Linked DNA regions of Mus musculus: region 2 is linked to region 1. Evidence: chromatin contacts called from public Micro-C data. All regions are on one chromosome and are shown on one strand. Each heading gives the region's core, a stretch centred on a gene start, on an enhancer-like site or on the middle of the called end of the contact. The rest is flanking DNA. Distances are from core to core; before and after follow the strand shown.

The links. A called contact is a pair of places that touch in the nucleus more often than the background predicts.
Region 2: a Micro-C map of embryonic stem cells shows a contact between it and region 1, with 2.0 times the contacts expected there. The contact joins the promoter of Sdccag8 here to the enhancer-like site in region 1. A contact is called at or near these places in 7 of 39 promoter capture datasets (the 3T3-L1 cell line, 3T3-L1-derived adipocytes, the C10 cell line and 3 more), 1 of 15 datasets of contacts at CTCF or cohesin (large pre-B cells), 5 of 484 Hi-C or Micro-C datasets (the G1E-ER4 cell line, embryonic stem cells, pre-B cells and 1 more), 10 of 115 datasets of contacts at active chromatin or transcription factors (the 230-238 cell line, the SCID.adh cell line, bone marrow-derived macrophages and 6 more) and 3 of 9 other capture datasets (adipose tissue, liver and pancreatic islet).

What each region holds. Positions count from the first base shown.
Region 1 is chr1:176,721,828-176,726,657 of GRCm38.p6, reverse strand. No RefSeq gene overlaps it. Among named protein-coding and RNA genes, the nearest start is that of Gm26104, 24 kb to the right of the region's middle. Within about 2 kb of position 2,092, at least 28 of the 459 cell types and tissues checked have an H3K27ac peak or open chromatin away from gene starts, as enhancers often do. A contact at or near this core is called in embryonic stem cells, liver and trophoblast stem cells, where this site is marked.
Region 2 is chr1:176,812,528-176,817,357 of GRCm38.p6, reverse strand. Sdccag8 (serologically defined colon cancer antigen 8) reads right to left here and starts at 2,698. Exons shown (of 18, transcript NM_029756.3): 1 at 2,303-2,698. The coding sequence starts at 2,369. It also overlaps a transcript of Cep170 not described here.

The sequences.
Region 1 (4,830 bases), core at 843-3,342:
GAGCTCATCAGGGGCAGATTGGCCTTTCAGTACCCAAGTCTGTCTTCAAGGGCCTTCATGGTTTTCCTCAGTGTATATGTAAAACATTTATATATACACAGGAAGACACAGACACTCACACACACACACACACAGAGACACACAGATTATACAGACATGCACATGTATATTTAAAAAGATATATGAAGAGTGGTGGTCTTTGAAGTAAACTATACCTAAATATTATGCCAGCTGAGCTGCCCAGACAGCATTATGCTGAGATGGTATCTTGATAAAATAAAATAAGATTATTTTACCTATCCTATCTATCTATCTATCTATCTATCTATCTATCTATCTATCTATCTCTTCTCTCTGCTGTCTCATGTAGCCCAGACTGACCTGCAATTCACTGTGTGTTGGGTCCAAAGCAGGCTCCCAAATGGCGGTGCCACTGACAATGTCCTAAATGACAACCTGGGCTCAGCTCAGCCTGCCTCTGACTGGATAAACGAAGGATTGTTAGGGGGTAAACAAAAATCCTAAACTCTCAGAAGTCTTGGAAGTAGTTTTCTGTTTGTCGGGAAAAGCCAATACTTGCCTAGTCCTCCTCCCAACCCCTCCTTAGCCAACTGCTTCAAGAGGTCATTGGTCCCTGGTTAATGAAAACAAGCCTGCAACAAATCAAAGCCCCCCGCCCCAATCAGGCTGTTCTAACCTGCATATCCCCGGACCCCACACACACTGCTACCTGTCCCCTTAAAACTGGCAAGGTTTTTCATGCCATTTGCTGTTCTCTCTGCCTTTAAGAGACAGCCTGGCAGTTCGGTCCTCCATAAACCTTCCCTTCTTCCCACAGCGTGGTCTAGTCTGCTGGTTTCACTGCACCCACATTCACAGTGTGTAGCTGGAGATGACCTTGAATTCAAGACCCTCTCTCTTTAGCCGGGCCCCTTTCCTCTCCCTTGCCTAGTTCCTTTGTTCACTGGTTTCTCACAGACTTGCTTCCTAACCTTGCTTCTCCCAGTACTGGCATCATAGCTGTGTGCAGTCATGACCAGTTTAACAGCACTGCGGACTGAACTGAGACCTTGCTAAGAAAGCAGTTGACCATCTGAACTATATCCCCCAGTCCCCTGCTTATCATTCTTGTCCTATCTAAATCCCCAGCTCAGCCCAGGCCACAGGCCACCTGGCTTTGAACTTTGATGCCCATTCTTTATTATTACTAGAACACCATCTTCTCCTGGGGGGCAAAGGGGGTAGGGTGCGGGAGAGAAGTAACAAGAAAAAAATGTATCCATGCATTCCAGCCCAGTGGCCTGGAAGCATACTTGTAGGTTAGAACTGTGTTTGTGAGAAACCAATGAACAGGGGACTGTAAGGTCAGAAAGTCGCCGAGGGAAGACCCCAGACTCAGATAGCATGCAAAGACCAAGAGCATTTATTCTGCAGAAACCAGCGTGCGCACGTGCGTGCGTGTGTGTGTGTGTGTGTGTGTGTGTGTGTGTGTGTGTGTGTGTGCGTGCGTGCGCGCGCGCGCGCGCGCGTGCGTGCCTGCGTGCCTGTGTGCGCGCCCGAGTGGAGTTAGTCATTCTCTAAAATGGCGACCCCAGGCAAAAGCACGCAGGCCTTCTTTAGGGAACTGGTGGAACTGTCTAGAAAGATTAGGTAATCTGAAATTTCATTGATGGTTGCTAGGGAGTCACAGGTGTGGTCCGCATTCCAGTCTTGAACATTTAACCATGCGATGAAATAGGACCACCCAGTGCATTCTGAGATGTTTCCTCATTTTTGTGGTTATCCCCAGGCAGTTCTTTGGGTTTTATGATCTTGTTCTGGATTTTATGGTCTGTTCCTAGAGCTGGTGTCTTATGACTTAGTTTCTGAGACCTATGGCCTATTCCTGAAGCTAGTGCCTTAGGGCCCTTTTTGAAATCAGGCCTGGTCCTTAAATGGAGAGAAATGGGGTTTATGTTGCCCTTTTGGAAGGAACTGGGAGAGGGAAAGGAAAGGGACCCAGCAAAAGGTGGCTCAGAAGCTGAGTCACCCTCATGGGGCAGGGGACTCGGTTGCCCCAACCCTGGGGCGAGCATCTGGACTCTGAGCTCTTCTTCCTAGTTAGTTGTTGCTTAAGAGCTGCCAGTGGTGAGGGTGGGGCACATAAGCCTCCAGGTCCTCCCCTTATGACATTTGCTGGCCAAACATGCAGCTCCTGCCAACTGAGGACAGTGTTCCAAAAAGTCAGACACATGGAACACAAGAAGTAGAAACGTGCAAGCAAGAATGGGTTACAAACATGGTAAAAGGACCCTAGGGACAGTAGAGACAGCAAGGTCTACGCAATGACTGCTTCCTAATCCGAGCTTCTCCAGTTCTGCTCTCTGGGATAAGCTTCCCTTTCCCTCCCAAGTCCTGGCATTGTTATGCAGATTATCTCAGGAGGCTTCACCTTGATCAGCTATGCCTTTGCTTCTTTTCTTGACTGGAATGTGAGCCTCAACAGGACATAGATTGTGAATGATTTATGGGCTGGCCCATAACAGGTGCTCCAAATGTATCCAAAGTCGTGGATTGTGTTCTTGTTTCTGTTTTCTCCGGCAGGTTTCACAATAATGAGGTTCTGATCTAGCCCTTGACTAATACTGTTGACAGTTCCTGAGTAGGCTGGCCACTGCCTGTGTTTCTCTTCTCTCTCTGTTCTACACAGTGTGCTGGTCTCTCTGACAATGTATGGGATAAATGTTAGCTGTCCTAGAAAATTCAGGGTAATGTCACTTACCACCAGAAGACCCGTCATTCTTAAACATGGTTAAACCTTTTCAAAAGCTGATGCATATTTTCATTTAAAATTGCCTCTTGGTACCAAAGAAAGGCATACATCCCTTGGCTTATGTATTAAACAATATAAATTGCTTTTATATTGTTTAATGTACCCTCAAGATGTTCATCCATTCGACAAACAAAAAGTTCAAGGCATGAAGCAGGTGCTGAGAGAATTCAGTTGTCAGTTGCCTGCACTGGGAGAATATGGAGACTGACTATTCAGAGATATGACCGAGCTATCAACAAGCATTGGAGCAAATCCAAATTAATTCTGCATCCAAAACCATGTTCTGAGCATTCTTATTTAATTTGTACTTAGTGTAATGTATACTTAACACACATACTACAGGCGAATTTTCAGCTTTACAAAAGTATTTTTTATAGGAGTCCTCTAAATGATAACCTTCCTGATTGAATTAAAACTGTCATTTGATCTATCATACTTGGCTTTTTTTTTTTTATGAAACTTGTTCTAGTTAACTATCTGTCACTCAAACAAAGTACCCAGGACACTAATAAATTCAAGTAGAGGAAAGGTTTATTTAGGTACATAGCTTTGAGATTCTAACCCAGGTCTGGTCGGTCCTGTAGCTTTTGCTCTTGCAGTCGGTTGGTCACACACCAAGACAAAAAGGTGAGAACAGGACCAGTTACTTCATATCCAGGAAACAAAAGAGAGGGAGCCCCACAGCCTTTGAGGATACATTCCCAGTGATATAAAGACTTCACACTCGGATCTGCCACAATCTGCCAACAGTGAGATGCTGAGAATTAACCTTTATTACATGAGCCATTGGGAAAATTAAAAATCCAAACAGTAGGCTAATTCTTTGGGATTCAGTTTACTTGGAATAATGTCACTTTAGAGGCCCCACTATTTGTCCTCTAATTGCACTGACTTCAGTGATAGTTAATGTTAACTGCCCTCTAGATAAGGCAAATTCCCAGAGGAGGCAGTGACAAAAGAGAGAAGTTGCTTCACAAAGCTAAGGAAGGCCAAGGTCTACTCCACATCTGAAAGTGGTTTCTAAGCATGCAGGTCAGACTTGAATCTCATTTTTTCTTAAGTCTCTTCAGAATACTCTTTGGTGCTCCTGGGATAGTGTCTAATCCTTTTAAGACAGGCAAGGAAAAACTATAACCACATCAAGTAGCTGGCATCTGATCAGCATATGAACACCAAGTTACAAATGGCGATGTAATTTAAATTCACCATGTGCCAGAATTATTTATTGATCTTCACACCAGCCAGCGGCTCTGTAACCTGGAATGCACCTCAATAATTCTAATCGGTTTTGATGTGCATTGTAAACCTGCCTATTGTACTGTGACTGTTGACATTTCTAGGATGGCATTTGATTCTGCTTTACCCGGGTCTATTCCAAGGCAGCAAGTCATTTATTACTGACAGATGGAAGTTGGGTCTCAGTTACTCCTCCTCCTCCTCCTCCTCCTCCTCCCCCCTCCTCTTCCTCCTCCCCCTCCTCTTCCTCCTCCCCCTCCTCTTCCTCTTCCTCCTCCCCCTCCTCTTCTTCCTCCCCCTCCTCTTCCTCCTCCCCCTCCTCTTCCTCTTCCTCCTCCCCCTCCTCTTCCTTCTCCTCCCCCTCCTCCTCCTCTTTCTCCTCCCCCTCCTCCTCCTCTTCCTCCTCCCCCCTCCTCCTCCTCTTCCTCCTCCCCCCTCCTCCTCCTCCCCCTCTTCCTCCTTCTCCTCCTCCTCCTCTTCCTCCTCCCCCCTCCTCCTCCTCCCCCTCTTCCTCCTTCTCCTCCTCCTCCTTCTCCTCCTTCTCCTCTTTCTCATCCTCTTCCTCCTTCTTATCCTTTCCCTCCTTCCTTCCTCCTTAAGATGGGTTGAAGCATCAACCAAAATGAAGGTTTGCTCTATCAAAACCATAGAAAAGAAACTGGTCTGGGGTATGATCTCCCATTGGCTGTACTTTTCAATGGATGGTTAGTGAATTGGAGAGTCAAGTGAAGTGGCTGTGTGTGGAGGAGAATTCTAAGTCCTGATGTAAAGGCAGATGACTT
Region 2 (4,830 bases), core at 1,449-3,948, 90 kb before region 1:
CACACAAATCATTAAAAGATTTGTCTTTTATGGTGCTGGGGATTGAACTCAGGACCTTGTCCAGGCCTAAGCAAGTGCTACTCTGTCAAGCTATACCCACTTCTATAAAATTAGTTTGAAATTAGCCCTATAACTATATTAAACGCTTAATATTAAACAATCCCCCAATGTATGGGAGGAAATGAAGTCTTGAGTAACTGTGTGTTATTGACATGAGCACAGTCATGTCAGGGACCCAGTGCCTCAGAGTCATCAGAGCGGCAAGACCTTCCCCAGGTCAGGCTCTGGAGAGCAGCAAGGCTTGCCCTGGTAAAAGCATGGATGCACCTAACATTTAGCTGGAACCAGTAAATGCAGAAACTACAGACCACAGCTTCCTCATCCCAATTGACTGCAGCATCAGACTGTTCCCCTGCAGAAACTCCCGACTGAGGCGGAGTTTGCAGACTTCTGCTGCTGTGTCTCCATCTGAGACGGTGGCCCACTGCATCCCAACTTGTTGTTATTTGTCTGCCATTTCTTCATTCCATTGCCCTAGTCAGATCAATCATGTGACTACATCAAAATGATTAATATTAAACAGCCACTTCCAGTGGTTAAATAGAGGTCCAAAATTATTTCACAGAAGAACTAGATGAAAAAACCAACTAACCAACCAACCACCACCACCACAACAAACAGAAAAACTTAGCCAATCTAAAAAAATTGTAACCATGTATATCATTGAGCACAAGAGTTTTTCTTGATTCCACAAAAAAGTTAGGAGCAGTTACTTTAGAATCCACCAACTCTTAAAATATCAGTAGGAGGAAGAATGCATTTAATTACACCATCCTAGAGTTTGAACACTGAGGATGCTAACAATCTGTACCACCACCAATGGATACAGATGACAAACAATAGCCTACAAAGTCCTACGGAGATAAACTTTCTAGTCTTCTCAGAAAAGGATTTAAATTTTAAAGGAAGCAAATGCTAGCAGCTAACGTTCAATAAGCATTTGTGTGCCAAACATTGGTTACACCCTTATTTTGAACTATAGCAATCTGCGATTGCTTTGCTTATTGTCTCCCTCATTAATCCAAAGACTCCACACCATAGAGACTTGTGGCCGATTCATCACCTAATATGGCTAATCCAAATCAGGCATTGAGTTATCATTTGCTGAATAATTCAGGTTATAAATGATTCAAATATTTTATCTGTTGGCCATAGCATATGGGGTTATGAAAATGCAGAATAGGAAAAAGTACATCATAACCCGTGGAATAAAGTCTTTAGTGAAATCTTTCTAAGTCCCACATTAACTTGCCCATCTCTCCTTCCTTCTTTTCCACACACCAGACAAGCATTCTAATACTAAGCCACATTCCCAGCCCCTAGCACACATTTCTTGCTACAGATTTCTTAACTTCTGAAAATAAATCAGTCTTATGTTCATTATTCTTTTGGTTAACTTGTTCTCCATAATAATCATGTTGTAGTTGACACCACGAATTCACTATAACAAAGTCTCAAGTTTCCGGAGATTTCACATGTGGTCAAAAGAACAGAGCTAGCTAGCTATGAGTATGGAGAGCACTTTGCCAGATAATTATTCTTCTGGTTCTTTGCTCAGAAAACTTGAATTAACTAAGCTAGGCTTCGATTATAGTAATTATTACTTGATTAATAAGAAAGGCATAGGCTTTGAAGGTGGATAGGCCTGAATTCTGTACATGCCTTTGCCGCTACCAACCAGCTGTGTGAGTTTTGGCTTTGGTTTCCTGACCAGTAAAATGGAGTCATTAGTGAGATAAAGTTTTAAATACTTTGCTATATGAAAATAATGTAGATCAGTAGATATTGTATTATTTCAAATAACTATTAGTGTTTTCTTTCTGGACTTATACGTCAGATTTGCTATACTACACCAGAATTTGCATGTGTAAGAAATATAAATAAGGAATTTATTGAATTAAACAGCAACAGTATGGCAACAGGGTAAAAGTGGCATGGAGCTGCCCATGAGTTTGTGCTGGCACTGGTTGATAAGACACTTAAATCAAGATGTAGGTTCCTTGTTGGGTCAGGTAACCAACCACAAGGATAAGGATAATGCTGCTTAATCCTAAAAACAAAACTAAAAGATTTCATCCATAAGGTCAGAGCAACATCGGTCGTCTTCCTCCACAGCCTGGCTAGTGCTCAAGGAAAGTCTCTGGAAAAAACAAAACAAAACAAAAACAAAAAAACAAAAAACAACCCACTATTGCCCGTGGTACCTAAGAGCTACTAGGCACTGAGATTCGGAGCAACTCACCCCGGAGACTCCGTTGGTATTGCCCCAGACTGTCCTCCAGGGTAGAGTTCCCTGGGGACTTCGCCATGGGGTCAGAGATGGGAGTTATGCGGGAAAGTATCCAGTGCACCCCTCCGAGGACAGGCCTAGCGCTGGGGATGAGGGGATGCCTGCCTGCTTCCTGTCGCTGCTGTCACTAGGGAACCAGGAACCCCGGACCGAGCTCCTAGGGGCTCTTCCTACCCCCTGGCCCTCATGGTGAACGTCGGGAATTGTAGTTCTCAGGCTTAAAGCCTGCAGCCTCGAGAGTCCTATGAGCCTTCCAGCTATACTACGCTTCCCAGAGGGCTATGCGCTCGGAGCGCCACTCCGACAGTTTAGCGGCCTGAGGCTGTTGCCAAGAGACGGGTTGGCGCGCCGCGCCCTTTCCCTTTTGCATCGCTTGGATTAGTCCCGCTGTCCTGCCATCCTCAGCCAGCTGGATAGACTCGCTGACAGAACCGGCCCGGTGAAGGACTTAAGACTCTTCAAAACGGGCCGGTGTGGAGTTGATCCCTGAGCCCTCGCAAGCATTCACTGCAAACTCGGTTTTAGTTAGGAGTTCTGTCAAAACTGTTTTTCTCTAGAAAATGAAGTGTAAATCTTCCAAACAGCCAAACTGTGAAAGTGACGGACACTGCAACTCCTAGCCTGCTCAGAGCCCCGCCCTCCGCGTGGAGTTGGCGCGCTGCCCGCTGGGAATCGTAGTCCTGGTTGGTTGCGGTCCCACTCCAGCCAAGCGGCTCTTTATTGTTCAAGACTGTCTTGAGGGCACGCCTGCGCAGTGGGCAGCTGCGAGAGCGTGTGGGTGAGACCCTCTGCAAAGCCCCCTTTCATTGTCTGGGTCTGGCGCCTGCGCAGTGAGGCATCGCTGGGCCCTGGCTGGAGGAGGGAGAGGACCTGGCTCGCTGCCCTTTGCGAGGCGCCTGCGCACTGAGCTGCCGTTCGCTGCCGTTCCCGCTATGTGTGGGGCGTGTGTGGAATAACGTTATTGCCCAGCGGAACCGAGGGGCCCCCAGCTCCACGGCGGCGGCGACGACGACGACGACAACGGCGAGGGGGTGGGGGGAGGACAGCGTGGCAGAGACAGACGGGACGCGCCGCGCCCCGCCTCCCGGTCCGGTCCCTCTCTGCGGTGAGGGGTAAGTGATGCGCTCGGGGTCGGCATGGCCCGGGATTCTGCACATCCATAGCTCCGGCGGCCGGGGCCGGGGCCTGGGCGCGGCCCGCGGCGGGATGGAGTGCGGGCCTGGAGGGCGAGGGGCGCCACCGGGACGCCCCGCGCGGCCGCCGCCCTCCCGTCCCCTCCCTCCCCTCCCCCATGGGCTGCGGCCGGCTGCACAGGGCCGGCTTCCCTTCAGTGCGCCCGGTCCTCTTCTGTTCACTCCCGCTTTGTGTAGCCGCCGCCTGAGCTGCCTGGGAACGCTGCGGGCGGAGCGTCTAAGGAATGGCTGCGCTGCCGCTGGGCAAGGGAGTTTTCCAGGGCGCCCATCCCTTTTGTAGGGTTGGTTTCGGGGTGTGAGGAGGGTGGCGGCGGTGAGGAGGGGGTGACGGACGACTAGCCTTCAGATGGCGTTGGGAGGGCGTGGAAGACGTGCTGTCACGCAGGCTGCCGGGCGACAGCACACCACGTAGCCTCCAGCTCGGTAGTAAACCCACGGGAGGAGCGAGTGGCTTCCTGTGGGCTTCATTGTCCCAAGATTCAGTTGTTGGGTTTGGGTCTAGTTCACTTCCATTTTTATTCAAGGGAGAGAGAGAGAGAGAGCAGCTGCGTGACATGTACGGGAAGACAAGGAATTGTGTCCTAAGTCATATGATCTCTGTTTTCTGATTTTGAGTATAAACTGTCGTCCTGACCCCCATCCCCAAAGAGTATAAAGACAGGCTGTACAGGCTAGAGTCCCAAGTCTGCCAAGCTGATCAATTTAAAATTACTAGGTGACAATGAGGGCTGGGTTTAGGTAGGGCCTGACAGCGAAGCTGTTGTTTAGCAGGGAAATGAACCAGCAGAATTATTTTTTCCACTGGGTGGGTAATGCGTTCATGTTCCTAAGGGAATACATTAGGATCTGCTTAAAGCAAACAACAACAACAAAAACATAGGCCACCTATGTTTTAGTTTATGAAATTGATTGGTTTTTATTCTGTTAATGAGAATTCAACCACTTGGAGAGGAAGGAATTTATTGAAGCAGACAATACATTTACTTGAAAATGCATCCTTTAAAATCGTTTGAAATCTTAAGCTTATGGTATTTGCAGTGCTTTGCCAACCTTTTTGCTTAAAACAAGCCGACGATAGGATGAAGCAGGATGAGGAGGAGCAAGTGGAAGGATAGTGTGAGAGTTACATTATAAATACAGAACCTAAATCTTTACTGATAAAGCCCGATGTATTTAGGCTGCAGGGACTGAGGAAGTCAGCCCTGGGAAATAGCAAGTTACAAACCAAGCAATCTGTATTTTTGCCATTGTTTTAAAAAATAAAACTCGCACAGCTTTTAGTTTTTC